Linked DNA regions of Zea mays: regions 1 and 3 are each linked to region 2. A link is a contact called in public Hi-C data. All regions are on one chromosome and are shown on one strand. The core of a region is the stretch at or near the end of the contact, and the rest is flanking DNA. Distances in the headings are between cores, read along the strand shown.

The links. A called contact is a pair of places that touch in the nucleus more often than the background predicts.
Region 1: a contact with region 2 is called in a Hi-C map of leaf, with 6 times the contacts expected there. The contact joins the promoter of LOC100216731 here to the promoter of LOC100282812 in region 2. A contact is called at or near these places in 5 of 25 Hi-C or Micro-C datasets (ear, endosperm, leaf and 1 more).
Region 3: a Hi-C map of leaf shows a contact between it and region 2, with 4 times the contacts expected there. The contact joins the promoter of LOC541822 here to the promoter of LOC100282812 in region 2. A contact is called at or near these places in 2 of 25 Hi-C or Micro-C datasets (both in leaf).

What each region holds. Positions count from the first base shown.
Region 1 is chr10:113,394,688-113,397,387 of Zm-B73-REFERENCE-NAM-5.0, reverse strand. LOC100216731 (Protein AUXIN SIGNALING F-BOX 3) reads left to right here and starts at 1,381. Exons shown (of 4, transcript NM_001143136.1): 1 at 1,381-2,195. The coding sequence starts at 1,744.
Region 2 is chr10:113,539,538-113,542,237 of Zm-B73-REFERENCE-NAM-5.0, reverse strand. It overlaps LOC100282812, which reads right to left and starts at 1,340. Exons shown (of 5, transcript NM_001155718.3): 1 at 882-1,340; 2 at 1-66. The coding sequence starts at 48. It also overlaps the pseudogene LOC118473581.
Region 3 is chr10:113,347,752-113,350,451 of Zm-B73-REFERENCE-NAM-5.0, reverse strand. It overlaps LOC541822 (HCF106C precursor protein), which reads right to left and starts at 1,376. Exons shown (of 6, transcript NM_001371615.1): 1 at 1,131-1,376; 2 at 856-974. The coding sequence starts at 1,293.

The DNA of each region.
Region 1 (2,700 bases), core at 132-2,631, 140 kb after region 2:
CGTTAATAAGATACGTCGAAGGACTTAATGCCGAAGCTGTGATAGACGCACAAGGAATGCAGCAAAGCTTCGACGAGAGTTGGAGTTTCGGCTTAAGATGATCACAAAGGTCATACAAGGAATCAAGCCAGCAATTGAAAGACTTGTTTACCCTTAATACTTGTATTAAGACAATGTATATATTTTAGTGTCATAATTTTACTTTTGCTTGGGCTATGTCCCATGCCTATAAATAGATGAACAGTGCCCCATACTATTCACGCTTTCATTGAAAGTCATTATTGTATTCTCTCCTTCGAGCAAACCGAAGGTACTGATGTAATCTAATGCTTGTAATGTTTCATTTAACGTGTAAAATGAAATGAATACTTAATATAATATTACATTGTTATATTATCTTCATGAGAGATGAAGACCCGTTCTTCATCGCATTCGTCCAAGAACCATTATCTTTGAGAAAAGATAATGCTTTGAAAGACGAAGGTCCTTAACATTTAATATTTGTGTTGTCTTGCTTTTGATTCACAAAATTGAGAACAAGTAACCAACAATGTTGACAAATAAAAATAGAAATAAAATATGTAATATTTTATTAGGATGTTGGGTTGTAGAGGATGAAATAAGGGAAATTTATGAGAGGGAGTAACGTGGTGCGAAAGTGAGATATAAGAGGTGTAATTTAGAAGGGAATGTTCATCAATCATCACCATCTTTTGCTTTACCTGCCTACTTTCTTTTTTGAAAGAGAGAGAAACATCTTGTGTTTGTGTACTTATCTTCGTGGTACAAACGGACATGCAATATATAATGCTTTATACTATTACTGTTTTTTATTTATTACGTTTTAATTTAAAAATAAACTAGATGATAAATATTTAGAAATAGAGCTAATGTTTATATAATAAAGTTTGAAATATGGAGTGAGAGAGATAGGCTGGTGGAGTAGTCGTCGCCACATCCCGCTTCCCCCGTACGCCGTACCCCCGCAGCTCGCTCTCGCCTTCTCCTCCGGTTCCTGCTGCAACCTGCACTCCGTAGTCCGCCCTTTCTGCCCGCCGCCGGCCACTTCAAGACTACTCCCCGCCGCGTTACCTCCTCCTCGTCCTCCTGGGGTTACCCAGCTCTGTTCCCCTTTCAGGGAACGCCTTGAGAGGCGGGGCGGGTCCTTGGTCCGGAGGCGCGGCGACGGCGAGTGATTTTTGTTCGCCAGAGGGAGAGTTTTTTTTTTCACCGGGTTTGGTGGGAAGTAAGGAGGCGGCCGCGAGTGGCGAGACGTTCACGGGTTAGATCTGGCGGTACGGCGTCGCGGATCTGAGCGAGGTAGGCTGTCGTTTCCCCCCCTCCGGCGCCTGTTGCATTTCCCCCCTCCGGCGCGTGTCTCGATATCCTTGCAGTTCCCTGTAGTTGGCAAGAGCTGAAGGCTACCTAATCTCCATCTGCAGGTTTCGGTGGAGCGATCAGGAGGTGGTCACTATCTTCGCCTCATTTCGAGTAGTTTGGGCGCCTGTAGTTTGCCTGTTTCCTTTTCGGTGTCTGATCAAGAAGATGATGTGCTCAGAGGGCTTCTAGTTGTTGCTGATATCTTGTCTTGTGTTGTATCACCCGGAAGCTGGAAAGGAGCGCATCACTCCTGCTCTCCCCTTTTACTCCTTGGTTACTTGGTATTTCTTGGATATCCAGGCTGGAAGGGGTTAGATCCAGTTCCTGCGGCCCTAGTAATAAGGTGCACTTGGGGAAGGTGCCATGACCTACTTCCCCGGTGAGGTGGTGGAGCACATTTTCAGCTTCTTGCCGTCGCACAGCGACCGGAACACGGTCTCCCTTGTGTGCAAGTTGTGGTACGATGTCGAGAGGCTGAGCCGACGAGGTGTGTTCGTGGGGAACTGCTACGCTGTGCTCCCTGAGCGTGTGGTGCTGCGATTCCCCAATGTAAAGGCGCTGACGGTGAAGGGGAAGCCTCACTTTGCGGACTTCAACCTTGTGCCGCCTGATTGGGGTGGCTACGCGGGGCCATGGATTGAAGCAACAGCCAGGAGCTGCCTGAGTCTTGAGGAGCTGCGCATGAAGCGGATGGTTATCTCTGATGAGAACCTTGAACTGCTAGCTCGGACATTCCCAAAATTCAAAGTCCTCGTCCTTATCAGCTGCGAGGGGTTTAGCACGGATGGTCTAGCTGCCATTGCCAATCACTGCAAGTGAGTTTTACATCCCAGTTAGCCAAATGCTAGTACCTCATTTGAGTTTTCTATATTCCACTTTTGTTAAGTGCATCATTTTTTTCCTTTCCTGATCTGGCATTGTAATCTTTAGTGACCTGTTGATGTCACTAATTAGTCTTTAAGCAGCTATTCAAGTCATTGCAAATGACTGGCTTGAAAATTTCAGCTGAGAGCATCAAACTTTACACTTTTTTCTAAAAAATAATCAAATTTTATTTCCTTGGCTGTGTTGTATGCAATTACCTTTTGATATAAGCAGCTATTGCAAATGACAATTGCCTTGAAGATTTTGGTTCCTTAATAGCGTCACATTTTACTTCCTTACCAGTGTTTTATGCAATTGCCTTTTGATATTGGGATCCAGAACAGCATACTTTTGTTCTTTCTTTTATTTCTTCTGATGCTTATCACTTAGGTGCCATTGCTTGTTAGTTTTTTAGCTTATCTTCCATATTTTATCCTTCATTTTATAGCTGTTCAA
Region 2 (2,700 bases), core at 91-2,590:
CACCATCTCCATGACCACCGCATCAACACAGCTCTCCGCGATAGCCATCAGGTTTATCAAGGATGTCTAAATTTGTAAATGAGGAAATAACATTAGGGACTTCCTAATTCTAAATTTTCTACTCCTAGTAATAAAAAAGAAACTTTAACAGAACTTTTGTTGCATAAACAAAGCAAAAAATAAAAAGGCAAGTTTCAAAAAAAATCAACAATCAGATCTCTGTTAACATAATCAAAGATTAGATGAATCGAACTATTACAAATTTATATCTAAAGAAATCCCTGGGATTGACTTGTGTGGACAGCATTACATATGATGCTACCGTGATGAACATGATCCAGATAAAAGTAACCAACTAATGTTACCTAGCAGAACATCAAGGTCAAACATTTGATGCCATCATCTAAGTGAGGCTCAATTACCAAATTAGAAACGATATATGCTTCAGTGAACCGACAAACAGTATTTATTGTTTCAGCTGCTAGAAATGCCATAAAAATGCCTATGTATTGTGCAAATAAGATTTCAGGCGGAATAAACATCATCTTTTGCCATCTCAACAATCTGAGTTAATGAATGAGGAGGCAAAATGCTCTAGAATAGTAAATTTTTAGCACCAAATGTGAGTCAAGCCCCCAACCGTGCCCCAGCGGCGGGATCGAGAGCCAAGCTCGGCGACCGAGAGGCGGTGCAGGACCGGTCGAACAGGTTGCGCAGTCGGCCCCGTCTGGATCTGCTTGAGCTGGCTTTTCTAGAGCTGGCCAGGGAAGCCACTTCCTAAAGAAGTACTATACAAAAAAGCTATGCGTTTGGTGTCCATCTTATTGTTTGGGATTCTTCTTCTTACATAGACCTACATCTAAGTGAGTCGGAGCGCACACCTTCACGAGAAGGGCGTAACTTCGGCGCTCCTCGGCAGGCACAAGCGGAGGTCAGCGCGGAGATGGGTCAATTTGCAGCTCTGGACGTCGATTTGGCCGGAGACGGGTCGAATTGCTATGCAGCGCGTCGATCTGCTCGGAGACGGCTCGATTTACGGCGTACGGCGCCGATTCGCCGAAACCAAGGGTGGCGGAGCACGTTTGATCTGCGTGGGTGCCTGCCGTCTTCTTCCTCTCCACCAATCTACTGCAGATACTTGGGCCTGCCTGCTGCCCACGGTTGGAACGAGGACGGAGGCGGCGGAGGAAGGTACGGGCGGGACGGGGGACGGGGGCTAGCGGGTGTGCGTGTGACTTGTGTGAGGGAAAAGGCCAGCAGTAGCTGGCGGCTCGCCCCTTGCACGAAAATGCTGGGGCCGAGGAGTTTTTTTTTCTACTAATCGGTAAGAAGTGGTGTTTGTGAAGGTGGCCCGACCACCTGACTGCGCTTCTAGGCTGCAATTTTAGTGATTGTGTTGTTTGGTCCATTTGAGAGCTCGGTTGTGCGCGTGCACATTAACCCCTCCCCCTTCCCCCACCTAGCTCTAGGAAACACCCCTAGGGTTCGTCTTTTGTGAGCTCGGTTGCTCGCGGCGCAAGGCGAGTGATTCGGGGGCGCTCTCGCGTGTCGATGGGTGGCTCGCGCGGGAAGGCGAAACCTCCACGTGTGCGCTCCACACCAGCGAATCCTCCTGCGTGAGAGACCGATGGTGCTGAGCAGTTGTTCGTGGCGACGGTGAGCTCCTCTGGCAGGGTTCGTCTCTGTTCCCTGTCTTTGAGGTTGCTCGACGCACGCTGCTCCGGCTGCTGTGGGGACTCTGAGGTGTTGGACTTCTTCCTCTTTGTGCCCGTCGGCTACTTCTACTTCCAGTCTGCTTCCTCTACTTTGAGATCTACTTGGTGTTTGTTGCTACGACCCCGGGCCCAAGGTGAAATCGGCATGTAATCTTCTATTTCTTCTAGTTGTTGAATCCGTTAGGGTTTGGTACAATATAGGTTGCTCATGATTTGTTATAGTCTGTTTTGGTTGATTTAAGGATGTGTTATCTACTTTGTTATGCTTGGTATACTTGCTGCAATTTTTTATTTTCATGTGGTTTGCTTTGGATTTATACTAAAATGGTCAATGATGTTGTCCTTTACGTGCACCTGGAGGTATATCTAGATGATGCAATCGTGCTCTTTTTCCTTACTGATTCATTGTGCAAGCATGTTGAGACCAAGCAGGGTATGATGAGCTTAATTCATCTATCATTTTTATATGCATGTAGATGGATCCCTCTTTGAGTTGTGAGTTGTTGTGTAAGCAAGCAGTTGCCTTGACAGTGCCATGGCTGCAAAGAGGGATGCCATCTGTAATGCTATCTGGGGAGGGAGGGGAACCTCTAGGATATGATGGGCCACATTATTGAATCCAGCTTGTTTACCCTTCTATGGAACTCATGTTTGTTTGATGGTCATGTAATAATATGATTGACATGACTGTGACCAAGTTTTCCCATTTGTGTTTTCTTGTTGTGGCCATGATTACAATGTTGATATTATTATCCTAATTTGTACATGCAAACCAGTGGTAAGATATCTTTAGTCTGAGATGGTGATCAGGGTGGGTTTGTGGCAGCTACTGATGTGATGACTGAGATGATAAGGGTTGGTGTTGGTGTAGTAGCTAGTGCTCTGCTGCATCTAGTGTCGGTGCTGCTCCAGCAGTAGCTGAACTTGTTGCTGCTGTTCCTGGGGATCCTAGGGCAATGAGGTGGAAAAACACCTCTGACTTTAT
Region 3 (2,700 bases), core at 127-2,626, 190 kb after region 2:
AGACGTCAGCATAACACTACGGCAGCTGATGGCCTGAACTGAGAATTAGACTAAGGAAAAATTATGCTGCTGAGATGAATGGCCAAAGGGCACAACAATGAAGCTTTTTTTTTGTGGGGGGGGGGGGGGGGGGGTTATACCTGTTGAGCACCATTTTGAGCGGGCGGACGGTCCGGCCCTGAGGCTGGACGGTCCGCGATCCGAACAGTCCGCGCCTGTGGGCCGGACGGTCCGCACATGCGCAGAGCAGTTTAGGGTTCCGAGTTTTGTGCTATTTTGTTGGCTAGATTTGCGGAATTAACCCGGAATCCAGTCGTGTAAAGGGTCCAGCCCCCCTCCTCTATATAAAGAGAGGTCTACGGCCGATTTGTAATTATTAATCGAATCAATACAACTTCTATTCGCATTTATTTCCAGTATAATTAGGAGTAGTTCTAGTCTAGTTCTAGTTTAGCCTCTCAATCCCCAAATTCTTCGCCTCTCTTCGACTCTACGCCGATTAGAGGAGTCTAGGTCGGCCGGCCCGAGCCTAGACAACTCATAGGATCTCTCCTCCCCGACGGGGTCCCTCCCGGGAGCGAGATCCAGGCGCCGCCGGTGATCTTCCGCCGCCCCTACGCACGCGCGGACCGTCCGGCCGTCAGGCAGGAAACCCTAGCCCCTGCGCCAGGTCGCGGACCGTCCGGCCCCCAGGCCGCGGACCGTCTGCGCCTGACCAGAGAGCACCGCCGCCGATTCTTCTTAAGTATTTGGCGCTCCAAAAAAGCGTCAACAATACCCATAGGTCAATCTTGTTTCTCAACTGCTAGCACCACTCAAGAAAGCTGACAGGGCTTGTAGACTGAGCTAATTTACCTCTGCTAGACCCTTGGGGCCGAACACCAACAAGGCGACTACTCCAATGACCAGTGCTTCGGGAGCTCCAACTCCGAACAGGGAAGCACATATAACGTTTCTGCGGCGTGTTCTGCTCCCTACAGTTACACGCCAAAGGAGGACAAACTCAGCGTGCCAGCACGAATCATAGAAAAGATTTGAATTTGATCCCGCACATCAAAGGGCCCCCCCAAGAACAGGACGCTGGGAGCAATCTATTTATTACACGGGTAGTAGGGTTCGCCCATATATACCAACGAAAGAAGAGACCATCCGCGTCTGTACGGAGCCGCACTCCAAGCCCTTCCAGCAGGGGCGAGGCCGGTGGCCGCCGCGCGGGGGGAGCTGGAGGCGGCGCACATCGGAGATAGAGACGAATGGGGGAGCCGGGAGGAGGAGGCTCGCCGTCGGCGTCATTCGATTGGGGTTCACCGTTCACAGATTGGAGGCTTGGAGATAGGAGGATTTGCTTGCGGAGTTGCGCTACTCCGGTAGAGCATGCGCAGGGTGCTGCTGTTAGCACAGCTGATTGGTACAACCTCAGCCGTCTGATCCGGATCCGACCGTCGTAATGACGTACAGCCACTGACTGACTGCAGCTGCAGGTGGTACTGTTTTCAGCAACGCGGCTGACATTTGGCTTGTTGCTCCTCGAATGCTTTGTCATTTTTTTAAAACATTTTTTATGTTTGCTCATGAATATGTGTCTCTTTGGTTTCCTCAGGGAGGACAGTTCAAAAATCACCATCCCGCTCCGTTCAGTGGACTGCTGGCAAATTTATTCCATGCATCTTGCGTGTGTGTCCAACTGTCCATGTAATGATGTAAACAAGAAATACAAAAATCGCCTGATCGGTAGAGATTGTTTTATAGCTGCAGCAGCCCAACATCAAAACTACAGTCAAAGAGCCCTTTATTATTATTATTACAAGTAATTTGATTGAAAACGGGTGATCGCAAGCAAAAATGGTTGATCTGAAAACTAGCAGAAACTTTTATCCACGGTACACTAATAAGTATACTAATAGGTAAAAATTACTACTGTTATGCAATATCCTTATTTATAATTACTATAGAAACTGTTGTATTATTAATTAGTTTAGTTTTGCTGGTATGTTATAGTTGTTGATCTCTATTCACATATAATTGATGATATATAATTTTAGTACTAGAAGATATTTATGGTTTTTTGTTTGTAGTGGGCATGTATCGAGTGTATTCGGGTATGAATTACCTATCGTTCAATTTTACTCTCGTGGGGGTATGGGTGTGGATAATTTTTTTTAACTGGGTATGAGTATTTGAAAGCACCTAGAGGGGGGTGAATAGGTGATCTGTAAAACTTAAAACTTAACACCACAGACTTGATTAAGAGTTAGATCAATGAAATCAAGTGAGTAGAGAGGAGAGCTCTTGTGAAGCACAATAGACACAATAAGGACAAGCACAAGAGACACGAGGATTTATCCCGTGGTTCGGCCAAGTACAAAACTTGCCTACTCCACATTGTGGCGTCCCAACGGACGAGAGTTGCACTCAACTCCTCTCAAGTGATCCAATGATCAACTTGAATGCCACGGTGTTCTTCTTTACTTTACTCTTTCCCGTTTGCGAGGAATCTCCACAACTTGGAGTCTCTCGCCCTTACAATAAGAATCACATAGAAGCACTAGAATAAGGGAGGGAAGCAACACACTCAAATCCACAACAAATACGCACACACAAGACCAAGACTTGAGCTCAAAAGAGTATCACAAGGTTCTCACTAGAACGGAGCTCAAATCACTAAGAATGTCGAACAAGTGTGCAAGAATGAAGTGTGAA